2 separate regions of the Acanthopagrus latus genome follow, and region 2 is linked to region 1. A link is a contact called in public Hi-C data. All regions are on one chromosome and are shown on one strand. Each heading gives the region's core, a stretch centred on a gene start, on an enhancer-like site or on the middle of the called end of the contact. The rest is flanking DNA. Distances are from core to core; before and after follow the strand shown.

Region 1 (4,426 bases), core at 324-2,823:
TCATGTTTCAGTACATCAAAATCACATCGTACCTTTCTGTAGTGCAACAATGATCGGAATACGATTAAGCACTACGGAAGCATTCGTTGGAGGTCCAAATCAAACACCCGACTTCAAGTATTGTAATCATGAGGAAATACAAAAACTGGAAGAAGTAAACAAACAAACAAAGAAAAGACATTCTTTTAGATGTCATTCCTGGCAATGTTTGTTTTAAAATTAGTTTTAGGTAAAACAAGAACTCAAAAAACTGTATCTTCTTAGCAAAACATTCAAATGCTCTGGAGTCAGGAGAATATTCATAAATATTCATTGCATCATTCTGAAAAAAGATGTCATTTGTAGAAAGTTACAGCTGCTCAAACAAAATAACTGCCAGCCTGTAAATAAAAGAAAACTATTCAAGTCCAGTCATCCTCATAATTTGTTTAACAAAATAGTTCTGTGTTTCTGTCATTTCGGAATTTCAAGTAGCAACAATTCAGACTTAACAAATAAATAGTGTTTCAGAATAAAACACTTCATTTGGTCCCCTTTTTAAAAACTGAGCTCAGCAGCACTGTGATGACATCGTGTCCCTCGGTTCTGCTGACATGGCGCCAGTTCTTACAGCAACCTCAGCCCAGCCCCACGTCTAGTGACATCATCACTACGAAGCCCAGGATGGAGGTCCAGGACGCCAGCTTCCCGTTTCCACTGGTTGACACCGAGTGGGAGCAAAAAAATGGGACATAAGTTAGAAAGATGCGGAAAGTCCTTAAACTGGCTGAAACACAAAATCTCACCAAATCTACTTTAATATCCTCTTTTCCTGCTTACCTGATTTGAGCTTCAGGGATGATGTCATCCACCACCACATAAACCATCGCCCCGGCAGCAAACGCCAGCGCGTACGGCAACAGAGGTTCTGCCAAGACGACGGCGAAGGCACCCAGCAGCCCAGCAACAGGCTCGACCATCCCGCTGAGCTGGCCATACCTGACGGGAGACAGTGAAAGTCAGCTGCATCGTTCAAATTTAAAGTACGGCTACTCAGTGTTGTTTCTGACAGTGTCCAGACACACATTTCTCCTTACCAAAAGGCTTTCCATGCTGAGACCCCAGAACCCCGGAGCGGCAGGCTCACCGCCAAGCCTTCTGGGAAATTCTGAATGCCAATACCGATGGCCAAATTTCTGAGGGGACAAAACCAATAAACAACCAGACAAAAAACATCAGCTCATATCTCTGTATGATAAATGTTAACAACATACCTCAAATGTAGTGTACTTTAGTTTGCTTTTTCATAAAAACAAATAAAGCCTTCGCAAAAAATAAACGAAGGGGGAGGATGAAAATGAAACTCTTGAGCCATGCTAGCTGCTCTGTGAGGCTGAGCTCAGCAATGCTTTGCGCTAAATGCTATCTTTGGCATATTAACCTGCGCACAGACACAAAGTTAACATACTGATGTTTAGCAGCTATAAAGTTTACTATGGTAACCATCATAGTTTAGCTCGAAGCATGCTTACAGAAGATATGATAATCCTTTGCTGAATCCCTACAGGTGAGATTGAGTTTTACAGTTTGCGGTTGTTAGTTAGCTAGAAACACAACACAGTACAGCAGAGGCTGATGAGACTGTGATTCATTTTGTAGGTATCAAAATTGAAAAAATACAAGTACAAAAGTACAATCAATCCAATAGTTGCTCGTGTATTTCAGCCTGCTATACATGCTGATTCCTTGGCTAAAAATGAAAAAATATTAGAAGAAATTCTGAAGAAAACAGAGACAGAAAAGTCAAGTGAGACCTAAAGTGACTTAACTTGACTACTCGACCACAATATACTAGTGGACCGACTGGAAAAATGTGTGGGACTCTCTGATAGAGCACTGAATTGGTTAAAATCCTACTTAAATGACTCAAGTCCAAACAAGAACCAAGAAAGTAGATCACATCACTCCGGTTCTTAGATCTTTACACTGGCTTCCTGTCTGTCAAAGAATAGATTTCAAAATCCTGCTGCTGGTTTACAAAACACTGAATGGTTTCTGGGCCAAAATACATTTCTGATCTGCTGCCACATTATGAACCATCAAGACCTCCGAGGTCCTCAGGTACAGGTCAGCTTTCAGTCCCCAGAGTCAGAACTAAACATGGAGACGCAGCTTTTAGTTATTCCGAGCCACATACCTGGAACAAACTCCCAGAAAACTGCAGGTCCGCTCCAACTCTCACCTCTTTTAAATCAAGGATGAAGATCCTTCTGTTTGCCACTGCTTTTTACTGAAGCAATTTCAAGGCTCTGAACTACACTGTGGCTTCCTTTGTCTTGTCTCTTATAAACCTATTCTATTGTAGCTTACTTTCCCTATTTCTTAATGTGTTTCAATATTTTGTCTGATGTCTTACTTGTGTTTTTAATGTAAAAATGCACTTTTATACATTTATGCACTAAAGCACTTTCAGATGCCTTTTGTCTGAAACGTGCTGTACAAATACACTTGCCTTAACTTCTTAGAATTTCTTATTTGGCACACTTGACAGTGTAAAAAAGATGAACAAGTATCTGTTCCTAGATTAGAACTGTTAGACTATTAAAAAAAACCCAACACACTTGGTTTGTGCATGTGCAGTGTTATTGCCCTCTCTTATCTCTTCAATGTCAACAAGTGTCCTCAGTGATGTAATGTAAATTTAATCACAGTTTAAACTTCGTCCAGTGTTCCAGCTGACAAAAACACCTTAACTTTCTCGGGCAGGGGAAAACTTCTGGCTCACTGCTGCTTGATTCTTTTTACAGCTCTGTTCTCAAGAGGTGAGTTAATACTTCTAAATAGTTTGTGTTCTTAGTCTCATTTTTTTGTTCGTTCCTTGGCAGAGTTTGAGTGACATATCGTTCAAAGTGTGGCCACGGACAAATTAAAATGTAGGGCTGGAATCTTGTCGGGCCACTTGCGAGCATTTTTTTTTTTTCTGATGTCATGAGCTACTGCACAAACAGAAGCACATGTATCCCATGGTTATCTATTAGAATGTGATTTGTTTTACAGTATTTCATTGGTGAAAAAAAACAAAACAAAACACTTCTTCCACTTCTTGCTCCCAGAAAAACACGAAAACGGAAAATGGGCCAATCGTTGTCTCCAGAGGAGCGACTAGCAGAACTTGACAAATACTCTGAGGCAATGTTTGATTCACAACAATGGCACGGCATTGGAATTGACAGGTACACTCACTGAAATACATTTCTATGTTTTAACTTCAAGGGGGTTTAAAGATATCATTTAACATATGAAGTGGAAAATCTTCACAGTGTGGAACCTAGGCCTATACGTTTTATTAAGTTCGCTGGTGACAAATCAAAAGAAAGGAAAATCTATTGAAAACTAATGAATATATCTCTCCACTCAGCTCCATCTTAAAATACTCCGGACTCAACTCAACCCAAGTGTTGGATGATTACAGAGATCAAGTCTTATACAGTGGAGATTTCAGTGATGCCGCGGCCGTTGTAGAGAAGCTGGGCTCTGCACTGGGTGGGCTCAAAATGGTGCCTAATGCCGTGGGACTTGGGGCTATCATCATTTCCATAATCTTGGAGACAGTTGGGAAGACATTAGGGAAAGAAAGTATGGGCACAGCTGAAATGTTGCAAAGGGTGTTTGCACAGGAGAAGGCCAATGAGGTGAGACCCCTGAGCTTTCCGAGGATTACTGACCTTGTCCAGTGTAGTCATATGTTTTATCTGAGTGTTGCAATCATGGTCAGAACTAAGGCTGCAACTATAGATCCCTTTTATTGTCGATTCTGCAGATTTATTTCAGTAAAGTAATTACGTCTGCAAAGTGTCAAAAAAAATGTGAAGAATGTTTCTTTTGACCAAAAAGAAAAACAATGTATGCATGTAATTGACCGATACTCAAGCTTTGCTTTCATGAATTCCAACACTCCAATCCTCGACTGTGGAGGTCCGGGACCTGATGGATGAATATCTAAAACGTATGCGGATCAACTTGGGGAAACCACAGCTTCAACTAGCTGAGACCAGGCAAATTGAGACCGATCTCAGCGTCCAGCTTACACGGCTGAAGGTGCAAAGCAGTCAAAATCTTTCATCTTTTTTAGAAAGATCATATTTCCTTCAATGACCTGAATATTTTAAGAATGAAGTCAAGCTCAAATTCTGAATCTTAGCTTATAGCTTTTAAATGTAAGAACCATGTAATTTCTATCATCAGAAATATGGAGGAAAAAAAAAAAAAAAGTTGATTCTATTGTGCTTTGAATCTCCTTCTTCTTTCTAAGAATTCCATGCTGAGGGATGGACATATGAACTCTCGGTTTCTCAAGCAGTGGGTGAACGGCGCTGCCTTCCACACCCAGATGTTGATCCATCAGGCGCGTCTAGAGGGGGCTGGAGGCTCCAGAGCCATGCAGGCA
Region 2 (4,256 bases), core at 428-2,927, 180 kb after region 1:
AGTTTATTTTGAAGAAATATAAAATGAGAAAACCATTGCAAGACTAAATGAAAAGATATGCACCAGTCAGAGACAAATGAAGTAAAGAGAAGAACAAAAAGATCAACAAAAAAAGCAGAAAAAAAATAAACAGGTGATTGCGAAATGTGAAAAGCTTTTCTATCAGTAAGAACTTTTCCTGGTAAACTAAAGTTCCATGAAGTGTTCTACTGGACTATTCATGTGAGCCAGCATGCACAATTACATGACCCTGGAACTGCACATTTAAATGGAATGCAGTCATAGTTAAAGATATTGATTGATAGTGTGCTTGAGTGTGCTCCTGTCTGTGGAATAAAGGTGTATTTCCCAAAAAAAAACAAAAAAAAAAAAACATTCTTGATAGGGTTAAAAAGTACCCGCACAGTGAACAGTAAGGATATTTCATCCATGTAGCTGGGTGCATCATCAGTCTCGGCATCAGTCCTATGCCCTCGTCTGACAGCTTTTTTTCGCCCATGTATTTGAGCGCATGCTGCAACTCCCAGCACAAAGCCAGGCTATGCTACCTGCTCTCTTGGAAGGGGGAAATGATGAATGAAAATCTGCCGCAGTCTGTCACTGGGGCGGTGGCTTATATTCCACACATTTTATTCTATAACTATTCTATTTTACATCGGGGGGATTTACATAGCAGCTACAGGCAACATGCACAAACATGAAGCTGAAGCTACAGAGGAGAAATGCCTGACACACACCTATATTAGGTCCTTGGAATAAGCAATACATAATAGGTAATACAGCCCTAATGAGATTATTGTTTATAAAACTATTTCAGTAACAACAGCACAGTAAGTATGTTTGTTGTCAGATTCCATTTAAAGACTTTTATGAAAAGCTTGTTAACACTTTAGCCTGATTTAGAAAAAAGTGTTTCTTGTAGTTGTTTAGAATAGCATTCCAAATCAATTTATTGAGATGAACTTACTAACCTATTATGTCATTGTTAAACCAATTACAAATCTACCGTGTTGTTGCTTTATTAAGATATATACACTCATTTTCATGCACGTATAAGCAATCAACCAGTCACTTACTACAGGTGACCATACTTTTTGCATCTACGGGATGTAAAGGGGGAACAAAGCCTCACATGAAGTCTTGTAAATATGAATATGTATCTTATAAAGACTTCAAGATCTCATTACCTAATAACTCACTTACTACAAGGACTTTGATATAAAGTGTTATGCACAATTTCAATATGAAGACTTGGATTCCACTCAAATACATTTTGGAGGCAATTTTTTTCGCTTTTTGTCTCCACTACATTTGTGTGACAGCTTCAGACACCTAGTTGATTTGCTAAGCTATCCGGTCATGTTTAAAATAGCCGAAATTAGCTCCACTTCTGCCAGCTGCAGCATTAAAGTGATGACCACACTACTTCAGTGTTCATTAATCCTATAATAATATCTAGGTGAACAATCATATCATAAATATAAATATAGCAGATACATATGCCATTTTCCTTAAGTGCGACATTGAATGCAGGACTTTTACTTTGTTTAATTATACGTCATGGTTTAATTATCTTTACCTAGTAAAATATCTGTATCTACTTCCTCAGCCAGATTTTGTGTGTGTGTGTGTGTATGTGTGTGTGTGTGTGTTCGGGTGGGGGGGGCTCCTCTTTCAAAGGGGGAAGTCCCAGATCAGACACTGAGTTCATACCCAAAGAAGTTTACATGCTGAATCGTGGGCCTGCCTCACTCTCTTCTTCAAATCACGGATTCTCCCACTGCGTCTTCATCTCGCCAGGTGAGTGAACCATCTAAACCCTGTTTTCAACCCATAGCAGGTCACGTCAAAAGAGCAAATGTTAGTGTTTCAGTAATTGGGGTCACTAGTGGTGGCCCGGGTTAGGAATTGAACCCTTGACTTCAGCAAACGTTGTCACTAGTTTAAGTTTGTGGCGGCTCCGCAGCTCGCTGGGAGCTCTACCAGAAACACTTGGCATTGCTGTGAACGCAGTTATGTCGCTGGTTACACGAACACACACACGCATACACACACACACAAACACACGCCATAAGAAATGATGGAGTCCAAACAAGAGAGCCTTATAATGAAAAGAAAAAAAAAGCCAAAAGAGTAAAAAACAAAACTCAATAAGGACGGACAGACATAAGAAAGATAACTCTAAATTCTGATGTTGGTTTATTTGGAAACACAGTCCTTTGGTATGTATTTATGATAAATACACATTGTACCGACTTTACCTAAAATCTGAAAGGTAATTGTTGAGTATTGGGGTGTGACAAATAGAATCAAGAATAAATTAGGCTGTGCATGTGAAAGCGATGGAGGGCGGAGGAGGTTCAGATCTGCCTGTCTTTCACAGTCGAGTGACCCAGTGCTCAGCGGAGTGAAGAAGACTGTGTTTGAGAACAAAGACGTGACTTCTCGAAGGTTGGCCATTTAAGTGTTGCAGTAGCAGCGAGGCCGGCACGTTGCTGATGGCTCTGTATATTCGATTTACTACAATTTGTACATGTTTTGCAAGGCTTGCTCTAAGGAGAAGTTTGAAACCACAAAAGGAAATGGGCCTTCTTTTGCTTTTGAAGCTTAGGTGCCACAGGATAAGGGCCCCTCCCCAATTCATCCAGGACACACTTAATAAAACAGTGTTTAAATGGGCCAGGTGCAGACTAAGTAAAACTCCCACTTGCCTCTTGCTTTTTCATGCATCATGCTATAAAGACACGAGGCTTATATTTAATAGTAAGGCATAGTATATAGTATACTTCTACAACACAATAATCCTCCATGCCTAGTATAGTATAGTATACTATAGTAAAACTGTATATTAGTATATTAGTATAACAGATTATTGTATGGTACAGTACCATGTTGTATGAGTTAATAAAGAATCATTTCATATACATATATGCAGCATGGCATGGCACAGTATACCAGAATAGCATAGTGTAGTAAATTGTAGTATACTAGAGTAAGGTAGCATGACAGATTTTAGTATAGTTCAGTACTGTGTAATATCATGTATGATATAATTTAGAATACTTAAATAATATGATACAGTTGTAGTAGTGTTTTAGCATGGTATCATTTAACATATTATACACATAGTATAGTGTAGTACATTAGTACAGTATAGTATAGTAGAGTACAGCAGAGGATAGCATAACATAGCATAGTAAAATGGAGTATAGTGTATGATAATAAAGTATACTATAGTATGGTATACTAGAATATTATAGGATAGCATAGCATAGCATAGCATAGTATAGCATAGTATAGTATAGTATAGTATAGTATAGTAAAGGATAGTATAGTACACTAGAATAGTATAGCATAGCAGAGCATGGTATAGTATAGTATAGTATAGTATAGTATACTTGCATGATATAGTTAAGCATGACATTGTAAAGTATAGTATGGTATACCAAAATAGTATAGCATAGCAAAGTAAACTATAGTATAGTATAGCATAGCAAAGTATAGTATACTAGCATAGCATAGCATGGTACAGTATAGCATACCAGAATACCATAGCATAGATTAGTAAACTATAGTATAGTATCATACAAGAACAGTATAGCATAGCTTAGCATAGCATAGCATGCATAGTTGTAGTATGACATGTCCACGAATCAGCATTTGCTAAATCAAGGACTACTTTCAACTCAGTGGAGGGGCCTTCAGACCACCACTGACTCAAAGCCCACCACACAAACCTGTGACAGTGACAGCTGCCAACACAATGAGGCTTATGTGCAATTAGAGGTTCAAAAATTCACCTGTAAAGAAGTCTATTGTTCCCCCTGACAAATAAATATGACAAACAACTGTGCAAGGCAGTGGGGCCAGGAAGTTACCTACTAACAACCTGACAATACAATGGATCACCTTTAAAAGGTGCAGTAATTACAGTCGTGCAACTCCTCACCATTTGGTGTCTTTTACCTAAGCAAGGAGATAACAAGGGAGTTCCACGACCTATGCTGTCTCACAAACATATGGTTACTCTCATTATAACACTGTTCCCTCTACACTTATCTAACTAGGTATCTCTGTGCTGTTATTTGTGTGTGCTTGTCAGAGCGAGGGTTGACAGTGCCGATGGCTGATCGTTGCCATACGGGTCAGTACTGGGATGCCTTAATCAGTAGATGCATGGACTGTGATATAGAATGCCAGCGACAGCATGTCATCCCCAGATGCACCAGTTACTGTGGTGAGTACACACTCACACA

The links. Hi-C and Micro-C count contacts between places; a contact is called where the count stands out from the background.
Region 2: a Hi-C map of muscle shows a contact between it and region 1, with 4 times the contacts expected there. The contact joins the promoter of LOC119009306 here to the promoter of LOC119009503 in region 1. A contact is called at or near these places in 3 of 4 Hi-C or Micro-C datasets (liver and muscle).

Annotation. Positions count from the first base shown.
Region 1 is chr20:5,588,212-5,592,637 of fAcaLat1.1, forward strand. LOC119009503 reads left to right here and starts at 1,574. Exons shown (of 5, transcript XM_037080833.1): 1 at 1,574-2,801; 2 at 3,093-3,212; 3 at 3,398-3,671; 4 at 3,955-4,077; 5 at 4,292-4,426. The coding sequence starts at 3,112. It overlaps LOC119009501 (zinc transporter ZIP11-like), which reads right to left. Exons shown (of 10, transcript XM_037080831.1): 8 at 1,077-1,175; 9 at 820-978; 10 at 1-696. The coding sequence ends at 618.
Region 2 is chr20:5,767,345-5,771,600 of fAcaLat1.1, forward strand. LOC119009306 (tumor necrosis factor receptor superfamily member 13B) reads left to right here and starts at 1,678. Exons shown (of 5, transcript XM_037080411.1): 1 at 1,678-1,800; 2 at 4,103-4,237. The coding sequence starts at 1,728.